Linked DNA regions of Mus musculus: region 2 is linked to region 1. The links are chromatin contacts, called in public promoter capture Hi-C maps. All regions are on one chromosome and are shown on one strand. The core of a region is the stretch at or near the end of the contact, and the rest is flanking DNA. Distances in the headings are between cores, read along the strand shown. Region 1 overlaps Myt1l (myelin transcription factor 1-like). Region 2 holds the start of Rnaseh1 (ribonuclease H1).

What was found. Promoter capture Hi-C pulls out the DNA fragments that hold promoters and counts their contacts.
Region 2: a contact with region 1 is called in a promoter capture Hi-C map of embryonic stem cells, with 4 times the contacts expected there. The contact joins the promoter of Rnaseh1 here to the enhancer-like site in region 1. A contact is called at or near these places in 3 of 39 promoter capture datasets (cranial neural crest, embryonic stem cells and liver).

Annotation. Positions count from the first base shown.
Region 1 is chr12:29,637,242-29,642,442 of GRCm38.p6, reverse strand. All of the region lies in intron 2 of Myt1l (myelin transcription factor 1-like), which reads right to left. Among named protein-coding and RNA genes, the nearest start is that of C630031E19Rik, 47 kb to the left of the region's middle. Within about 2 kb of position 2,517, at least 7 of the 459 cell types and tissues checked have an H3K27ac peak or open chromatin away from gene starts, as enhancers often do.
Region 2 is chr12:28,646,697-28,651,897 of GRCm38.p6, reverse strand. It overlaps Rnaseh1 (ribonuclease H1), which reads right to left and starts at 2,296. Exons shown (of 8, transcript NM_011275.3): 1 at 2,082-2,296. The coding sequence starts at 2,209.

The DNA of each region.
Region 1 (5,201 bases), core at 1,268-3,767:
ACACATGTGAATAATTCACACACATAAGCAAATGCATGCTCACATACGCAAACATGAACACACATGCACATTCAGTCCCACATATGCATGCACTCACCATGTATCACACACACATGCATTCACTTACATGTATAGTCCTTCACACAGTCATATATATATATATATATATATATATATATATATATATATATATATATATATATATATAGTACATTTGCTCATGTAACTTTTACATGACAGTGGCAAATGTCCTAATTGTTATCAGTCAGCCCTCCGTTCTAGGAGCCAGCTACTCAGTTATTCCTCCAGATTAATACTTTTTCCATCCTTGGACACTGACCATTGCAGCTCAGAATCCAAAGCCTCCGTCTTGCAAGACAAGAGGGGTCAGAGTACAGAACCCCCTGATTCATGCTGCTGGCTCTCTGCAGCTGAAGGCTTATCTCTGCAACTGGGCTTCTTTTAACTTCTGTGCAACTGGCACCTGTTCTCAAGGTCAGATTATGGGGAAGCATTGAGCACACAAATTCAAGGTCCCTGACTTTTAAATGGTAGCAATGTTCTTTTCACAGATATGGGGTCACAGGGCCTAGCTGACCCCATACACAGTTACATTCATACCATTGCATATATATAAAAACATATCCATATACACATATCTATATATCTATATCTATGCATTCAGCAGTGATAGGAAGCCTTCTGAACAACAGAACCACTGATGTTCACCTTCTCTGCCCAACCCTCATGATGCTGGGATGCATTTAAAATCGATCCTTTAGCACCTGTTAGTTAGGGTTACTGTTGCTGTGGTGAAACACCAGGACCAAAGCAACATGGGAAAGAAAGAATTTATTAAGCTAGTTTTCATATCACTGTTCAGAAAGGAAGTCAGAACAGAAACTCAAGCAGGACAGGAACCTGGAGGCAAGAGCTGATGCAGAGCCCAAGGAGGGGTGCTGCTTACTGGCTTGCTCCTTATGGCTTGCTCAGTCTGCTTTCTTACAGAACCCAGGACCACCTGTCCAGAAATGGCATGACCCATAATGAGCTGGGCTCTTCTCCTTAAATCACAAATTAAGAAAATTCTCTCCATGCTTGCCTATAGCTGGATATTATGGAGGCTCTTTCTCAACTGAAGCTCTCTTCTCTCTGATGCTTGTATCATGTTGACATAAAACTACCACTATAGCACCCTAGACTTTTTCAAAGATTTCCCAATGCCCCATGGTGTACTTGACACAAATGGCTTTTCTGCAGGAAGCTGAGTGGCTGATTCGAGGCAGTTCTTCTGTTTAGTTCTTCTTGGGCACATTGGATGCCCTGAGCACTGGTTGATGGCATCAGGAAATGCTCCAGAATGCTTTCTGCCTCGCCATGCTTCTAAAGGAGCCCTGCTAATGGCAGGAATGATGAGGCTCTCCCAATTTCAGGCCTGGGAGGTGTTCCCTGCATGGTCTCCACTCCTGGGGCCAGCACTTGACTTTGTGCACCTTCAACCCTGCAGGCCTGACTTGTCTGAGGTTTCTCAGGGCACAAATGCCTTTTCTATCAGAGGCTTCCGCTGTGAGAAAGTGCATGTGGGCTACCGTCACAACTCTACTTTCATTCCAGTGGAAATTATTTTAGCTTTTATAGTGCTTTTTGTTTTTTGTTTTCTTGATTGTATGAGCAAGAAGGGTAAAGGACACCTGCCCACAGAATCAACACACCTGGGCTCATAGAGGCTCATAGAGGCTCATTGAGACTGAACCAACAATTAGGGGGCCTGCATGGCCCTAACCTAGGCCTTCTTCATATATGTTACAGTTATATAGCTTGGTCATTTGGTGGGACTCCTAATGCAGGGAGCAGGGACTGCTTCTGACTCTTTTACCTGCTTTTTGGACCCTCGTCCTCCTGCTGGGCTGTCTCATTCATCCTTGATATGATTGGAAGTGCCTAGTCTTATTGTAACTTGATATGCTGTGTTTGGTTGATATCCCAGGAGGCCTTCCCTTTTCTGGGGATAAATGGAGGGGGAGTGGATGGGAAGGGAGCTGGAGGGAGGGGAGGGATGGGAAGAGAGCTGGGGGGAGGGACTGGGAGGAGAGGAGGGAGGAGAGGCTGTGGTCAGGATGTAATATATGAAAGAATAAATTAATAAGAAAAAAATAAAAATTTTCCTTTTTCAGAGTTCTGAATGAGCCTAGGCTAAAACATGAGGGATGTGTTTTGACAGTGTGTCTTCCTCAGGCCTGCAAAGCTGAACACTAAGATCCAGGCAACTGTCTGCCAGTCCTCATGCAGCAGAGGGAGGAATAGACGCCTGGGTTGGGGTGGAGTTAATAATGAGACCCCGTGAGACACAGCCCAAGGACTCTGTCCTGAGCATGGTTTGCTTTCCTAGACTGGTGTCTCCGCACCATCTGGACCTGAAAGGCAATTTCCAACAGGACTTCCTTATAGTTTAGTGGTCACGTCTGGAGTCCAGATGGTGGCGAGGAAGCAGTGCGTCCCAGCTGCCTGTGGGAATGAACATCCCTATGCCTTGCATACACATCCCTACCTCCTCTCCCCGTGTTTCTACTGATGGAAGGACCACACTCTGGGGCGTGATGAAGGACCTATGCTAATAATTTATGGGAACTCTCTGGTTCACCATCTTCCCTGCTGGAATAGGGTTGTGTTTCCCTTCATGCCAAGTTAGCCATATGTTAGAAGCCCCACTCCCATGCTTACGTACACACTGTTTCAGAACAGCTTGTGAGATGATAATTCAATTTCTTACGTCTATGAAATTCAAAGTATGTCCACTTCCAGATTCTCAAAAGAGAAAGGAAGGAACCTTTACAGAAAATAAAGACTATAATAAGACAGGAAGGCACATTACAACAGAATATGAGACGACATCTTAAAGAGAGACAGCAGGACATCAGAAAAGGGAGAGTGAGGGCAAGACTTTTCTTTCCGTGTTTAAATGTATGTGATTAGAGTCCAAATCAGTTACAGATTTGATCATAGAATCCAATATTTTGTGTGTTGGTATGCATCTGGGCAGTTCTGAGAGTCCAAATCTCCTTGCCATGTGCAGATTTTCCTATCACATTGCTCAAGTTTCATTCCTGATACTGTTAACAAAACACTGGACAAAAGCAACTTAGGGGCAGAACAGTAAACCTTTTCCCTTCAGCTCACACTCCATACTGGAGCGCATCATAGCAAGGAGTTCACAGTGGCAGGGGCTTGAAGCGGCGAGTCACATCCATGAGAGGAGAGAGCGAATGAGCTCAACGTGCCTGTCTGTCCTCACTTCACTTTGTCTTTCTTCAGTCCAGGACTCAGTCCTTAGAACACGGTCCAGGGGCTAGGGATTCAGTTGTGTGAGAGGAATTCCAGTGATGGTAAGAACATTCCAAACAACAAAACCAAACAACAACAACAACAACAACAACAACACCATAACAACAAACAAACGCTTAACCACAACAAGACAAGGGTCTTGTAACCTCAGTTTCTTCAAAACAGAATTATCCTTCGAATGTGTTTGTAAGCTTCTTCCATGTGTATTGGATATGAGCAAGTTTACTTCAGATTATTCATTATTGCTTGCTATTTTTGTTCAATTAAATGTTTAAACTATCCTTTATATGCCTCTATGAAAAAACATGTTTTGCCACATGTGGCTTGTTCTTGTGATGATATACAGTATGAACTCATAAACACTTGTGTGATTGCCCTTAACCCTCCAAGTGTGAATTGTCTGAGGCTCTGAATAAAGTTGGCTATTACATGAGACTTTAGTCTGCCTCATTTATCAGCTCCATTCTCCCAGGTCCCATAAGCTCTACTGGTGACAGTCATGAAATGGTGCTCTCAACATTCTAGGTAGGTCTTTCTAACTCAATTAATCCAGTTAGGAAAATCTCTTAAAAACATGCTCACAGGACAACCTAATCCACACGATTCCTTACCTGGGCTTTCTTCGAAGGCAATTCTAGATTATATTAAGTTGAGTAAACTTAGCATATCACAAGAATCTCCCTAGACCCTGGGTAGGATTGGTGCTGATAATGAAACCGTGATTTAATCAGGGAGCGTGGTTCCAATTGATAACATGAAGGAGACCAATGCTCAAAGTTTACAATGTGGAGGTATCAATAGATAAAGACATCCTCTGTATAACCTCCAATGTATAACAAGCTTAAGATGTGTCTGTCCTTCACTTCAGACCTGTATTCATAGTCTCCATCTTGTGGCAATCTCAATCCTGATGCATAAAAGGCCTCCTGAACCCACGGGGATGTGACCAGAGCCACCAAGACTCTGACTTAGTGCCTAGGATGGGATATTAAGGGCTTTATCCTGACTATTGGATATGTGGAAGCAAGGGAAGTGAACTCCCCAGCAGGCTGAAGTGGATCTACATGGAATACCCCTGTCAGGAATTTGGCAGCATGTGTGCTAATTTTGAATATGCATATGCTGATTTAACAATTTTAGTTCCTAGTGTCTACCAAATATGTTTTAGTCACACGTGTGCATAAATGCATGTTAAAATTGTCATTACAGTATTGCATTTAATCAAAAATCTTGGGTGAAATGAATTGATTTGATGATTCTAGCTAAAACATGAATCTAGAATCGATCCTTGTGCACGACAAGCAAGACAACAAAATGGACGCTGCACGGGACACAGTCTAACACTCTTGAGACACAGGACACAAACCAAAGCCCAGTGCTCTACCTTGTGCTTCCATGAGTAAAACACGCATGCGCAGAGTGCCAATGAGGGTGCATATAAACCATAAGCTTACAGAAGTCATGCTCAGAAAGACGGGTGGGAATATGGAATGGGAGAGCATCCCTACCTTGCCCTGTGGATTCTGTTTAAAACTTGATTATGAAAGCAAATTCATGTGCATTTATGTCACGGACTAAAATCATGATATCATATATCCATTACTAGTTTCAAAAGTATACATTTTGATTGCAGTAAAGAATGATAGATGAACTTAGGTTTGAAATGTATACTTCTAAAATTATTATAATTTCATGACATTTAAACCATTCACTGGCACAAGGTATAGTTTAAGGTTGGTCCTAGAGCCTATTGTTATGTACACACCAGGAAACATCACACCAAGGAAATCACAGTGAGGCTCTATTAGTGCATTATGGTGTATTTTTCCAGGTTGAATGAAATGATACAGGCAATTAAA
Region 2 (5,201 bases), core at 1,047-3,546, 990 kb after region 1:
TTTTAGGTTTACATCAAATAGGAAATGAAAGTAGAGAGTTCTCTTGAGCTTCTGCCCCGCAGTGCCCTTTATTTGCACCAGGGATCAGTCGGTGTTGTAAAGCCTACAGGTTTAGTGAATAGATGATGCCAGTGAACTACATTAGCACAGATGCAGAACAATCTCATGCCTTAGAAACCCCCCACAGGGGGCTGGGTGGTGGTGCGTGCGTGCCTATAATCCCACACTTGGAGGCAGTGGCAGGAGAAGCACAAGTTCAACGCCACACGAATCTATGTGCAGGTTGCAGGCCAGCCAGTGCCTCATAGAAACTCAGTCTCAAAAACACCTGAGTTTGAGAGTGCACACCTGTGATCCCAGCACTTGAGAAGTAGAGACAAAGGGTCAGAAGTTCAAGGTCACCTTTGATTTATAGCTAGTTCAGTTGAAGGCCAACCTAAGACACACAAGACCCTGACAGGAAACAAAGCCTGTCTGCTTTCACAGTCACCTCTCCTCAGTTCGAAGCCCTTAAAAGCACTGATTTGTTTTGCAATCTCTACTAGTTCCAGGATCCCATATAGTCGGAATCCCACACTGTAGATCATTTCAAATTGGCTTTTCCTTTTAGCAGGGTATAGTTAGTGCTTCTTCATACTATTTCATCTTTCATAACTCATTTCAAGTCTGCATAATATTCCATAACTTTACCAACTCACTGTCTACTGGAAACTTGGCTTCCAAGTTTTGTCAATTATGAATTAAATCTCCGTACATGATTAAGTGCAGCTTAATGTGAAGGCATAGCTTTCCCCATTTTTTTATTTCCTCAAGACAGAGTTTCTGTGTGTAGCCCTGGCTGTCCTGAAACTCCTTTTGTAGACCAGGCTGGCCTGGAATTCAGAGATGCACATGTCTCTGCCTCCCAGCCTCCTGAGTGCGGGGATTTAAAGGCTTGTGCCACTATGCCTGGCCCAGTGTCTTTTCTAGAGCAGGAGTTTTTAACTGAATGAAGTTTAACATACAAGGACTTTTCATGGATTATAGGTTTGGTGTTGTATGGTGAGTCAAAGGGATCTGCTGTCAATTCCTTGGGACAAAGGTCACACCTCAATTTGGTTTCATTTTACATGTTAAGACCTGACAGCCCATTCTGCTAAATGCCATCCAATCCAAATAGCATACTAATACCACAAGGTCTTCCACAACTCCAGCACATACTAAAATTTTGTTATCTTTAAGACTCAATCACAGAAAAAGGGTTGGCAGTGGATATATTTCTTCCTTAGTACTGTCTCAGCTGTGCCTAGGGAAACATCCAGGTCACAGGGACAACAAACCTTGATATTAGAAGTTAGCTGTCATATACTCCCAAACCTGGACTTAAGCCCCGATTCTGCCTCTCATTTGACCTGGGAACTGCCACAGTACCGGTGAAACTGAAAACTTCATCTTGCCTCCAAGGGCTGCGACATGGATCCAAAGGCAAAGACCAGCTTCTGGCTTGAGACTCTCCACCTCTCCCCCTCCCTCATCTCTTCCACAGCCCATGCTGGCCTCTAACTTGTAGTGATCCTCCTGCCTCCACCTCAACAGTGCTGGAATTACAAACATGTGACAACACATCTCACCACGATTTTCCTTCTTAAAAACAGTCGGGGATGAGGATGTAGCTCAGCTGCTGGCCTAGTATGCACAAGCCCTGGGTTCAAACACCTGCAGTACACAAATTGAGCATAACGGTGCCTATCTGAAATCCCTGCGTTTGGTTAGTGAAGGCAGAAAGACCAGAAGTTCAATTTGGCACATAATCGGCTCGAGAAAAGTCACCCAGTAGGTATGAAAAATGTTTAAAAGATGAAAACACGAGGAAGTTGGGCGTGGTGGCCCAAACCAATGAGCTCAGCAGTCTGGACTACATGAGGTCCTGTGTCAAAAAACAAAACACCCACACACAGGAACGATCAGAACGTGGGAAGCCTTGTGTAAATTCTGGCTGCGGTGACCATGTGTTCTCTTTGGGAGGATTTGACTACAACACGGAAGGGCTAAACGAGCTGTTAGGTGTTTAGAATAAAGGGCTCCGCCAGGCTCCGTCTCACCAACTCAGGAAGACTCCGGTCCTGCGGCCTCTCCTCACCGCATAGAACATCCCGAGCCCGCAAATGCCTCGCCTCAGGCGTACGACGGCCAGTGTCACTGTGCGGGACAGCGGCAGCAGCCAGCGCATCACTCACGCCAGCGCGGCAACCCACATTGCTGCCCGCGAGCCTCCCGCCGGCGAGCCGACACACTTCCGGCTCAGGAAGGTGACGTCGCGAGGCGCCCGTCGCGGAGAGGGGCGGGGCCGAGGATTGTGTCTTCGGTTTCTTAGACGTCGGTGGAGACGTTCGGCCTGGAGACAGAGGTGTTTCCCAGCTGCCGAGTGCCTAGTCCAATCCCAGCACAGCAAAACTGATTTGGAAGCGAGAGGAAGAGGGGAAAGAAGGAATGAGAGGATGATGGCCGAATGAGGGAATAGATGTGAAGACAATGAGCCCCTGTAAAACTACATCCCATATTCTAGGATGCCCAACTCTGCAGAATAGGGTTCCCCTCCCCTTTGCCAGCAATGAATGAGAAGATGTCATGAATACATAACAACACTCTGGCCATATAATTCTGGACTACATAGAATGAAGCAAGTCACTGTTGCAAACTGGGGAATCGTTTTTATAACCCAAAATCAACTAAAATTTTAAAATCTACTCCTTAGGGACTACCAAGGCGACTTTGAAAGTGAAGGCACTTGCCACCAAGCTTAACAACTCTCCCACAAGTTGTCCTCTGACCTTCGCACATATGCACCAATGATAATGCACGCACACACCAACACATAGATGCAATTTTAAAGTAATAAATGTATATTCCTTGAAGTCATGAGTATGAAAAGTTTTTCTAAATATAAAGAAAAAATAGGGAAGGGAAAATTTCCCTTTAATGGTTGTCTCTGATTGTTTGCCCTTCAGCCAGCTGTCGGTGTGGTTTGTAGAATGTAAAGCAACTCTACCCTTCTCTTTCCTTTAGAAATCAGTTGTTTATTTATGTATTACTTTAGTTCATGTGTATGAGTGTTTCGCTTGCATCTATGTTTGTGCCACAGACATACTTTCTGCCCACAGAGGTCAGGAAATGGCATTGGCTCCCCTGGGATTGGAACTCAAGCCTTTGCAAAAGCAGCCACTATTCTTAATGAGTGAGCCATCTCTCCAGCGCCACCAGAGTTTTTGTTTGTTTGTTTGTTTTTTAATATTTGAAGCCAGACATGGTGCCTCAAACCTATTATCCCAGTACTGTGTAGACTACAGCAAGAGGATTACTGCAAGTTCAAGGGCAGTCTTGGCTACACGATGAATCCTGGCACTGGAGATTGAAATTAGGGTCTCACATATATTGGGCATAGGCCCTGCCAGAACTTCCTCTCATCCCTTCTTTTTATTTCTATGTAGCAAGTATTAATGTCTATCAACTCAAATAAAACCTCAAAATACCAACAATATTCTAAAGTTTAAAAAAGGGGGTAAGAAAGAAAAAAAAAGAAAAAAAAAAAAAACAAAAGAAGGGGGTATGGATATATCCAGTGTCTCGGAAACCGGGTGTGGTGGTACTTGCCTGTCATCCCAGACTGAGGAGTCAGGGATAAGGAGACCAATAGTCAAGGTCATCCTTGGCTACATAACTGGGGCCAAGATACAAGACACTTACTTTTTCAAGAAAAATAATTTGAGCCAGACGTAGTGGCTCACGCCTTTAATCCCAGCACTTGGGAGGCAAAGGCAGGCAGATCTCTGAGTTCAAGGCCAGCCTGGTCTACAGAGTTAGTTCCAGGACAGCCAGGGCTACAAAGAGAAAAAAAACACCTGTCTCAAAAAACCAAACCAAAACAAAACAAGAGCAAAAATCTTAATAACTGCTGGCTGTGGGTTAGATGGCTCAGTAGGTATACAAGCTTGCTGAGCAAGCCTGGTATCATGAATTGGATCTCCAGAACAAAAATAAAAGTTGTTGGGAAGCTTGGTGTGGTGCCTTGAGCCTTTAATCACTGCACTTTGTAGGCAGAGGCAGGAGAATCTCTGTGAGACTGGTCTACATGTTGAGCACGAAGACAGCCAGGACTACATAGAAAGACTTTGTTTTGCAGAGGAGTGACATCACAGTCTTCCTCTGACATCACAGGAATGCTGTGGCATGTGCTTCCATGCCAGCACGCATTAATAAAAACATGCTGACCTTGAAAATGACTAAAAGTCAACAAAAATCTTAATGTACAAAAATGTGTTCCAACTTTGAATTTATAACTTCAACTTAACTTTCTTGCCAATTACATTTTCTATAAGGACTGATTAACATTTAATGTAATTATTCTGTAAAAACACATTAGTGCCGGGCGTGGTAGCGCACGCCTTTAATCCCAGCACTTGAGAGGCAGAGGCAGGCGAATTTCTGAGTTCAAGGCCTGCCTGGTCTACAGAGTGAGTGCCAGGACTACAGAGAAACCCTGTCTTGAAAAAAACAATAAACAAACAAACAAACAAACAAAACCACGTTAGTATTTTCCAATATGTGTAATTTTGAAGACAAAACTCCTTGGTGGGACTGGAGAGATGGCTCAGTAATTAAGAATGCTTGCCTTGCTAGGGTGATGGTGAATGCCTTTAATCTCAGCACTCAGAAGGCAGAGGCAGGCAGATTTCTGAGTTTGAGGCTGGCCTGATCTTCAGAGTGAGTTCCAGGACAGCCAGGGCTACACAGAGAAACCCTGTCTTGAACAAATATCAAAAGAGAAAAATGTTATTAACATATCAATGTATTTCTCCTTCCTCTACAAAGAACATTTATGAAGATAGTCTGAGAGGGTAGAGTGAGCAAGTCTCCTACCTAGTGGGCTCTAGGGAGAGTAGACAGGAAAGGATTCAGATAGTGACACTCAGTGTACTTGATGCCTATCACACACACACACACACACACACACACACACTCACACACACACACACACACACCAATCTGGTCTAACTAACTCCATCTTATTCCTCTCTGGCTAAAGCTTATGGTGGTACCCTGAGATGTACTTTGGGATCATTAGACTCCTTTTATCTGTTTTCCCTATTTGATTCAAATTCATTAAATCTTTTCTCTTTGCCTTCTTTCAGTACTCTTTTAAAGGTGGTGATGGTGATGGTGGT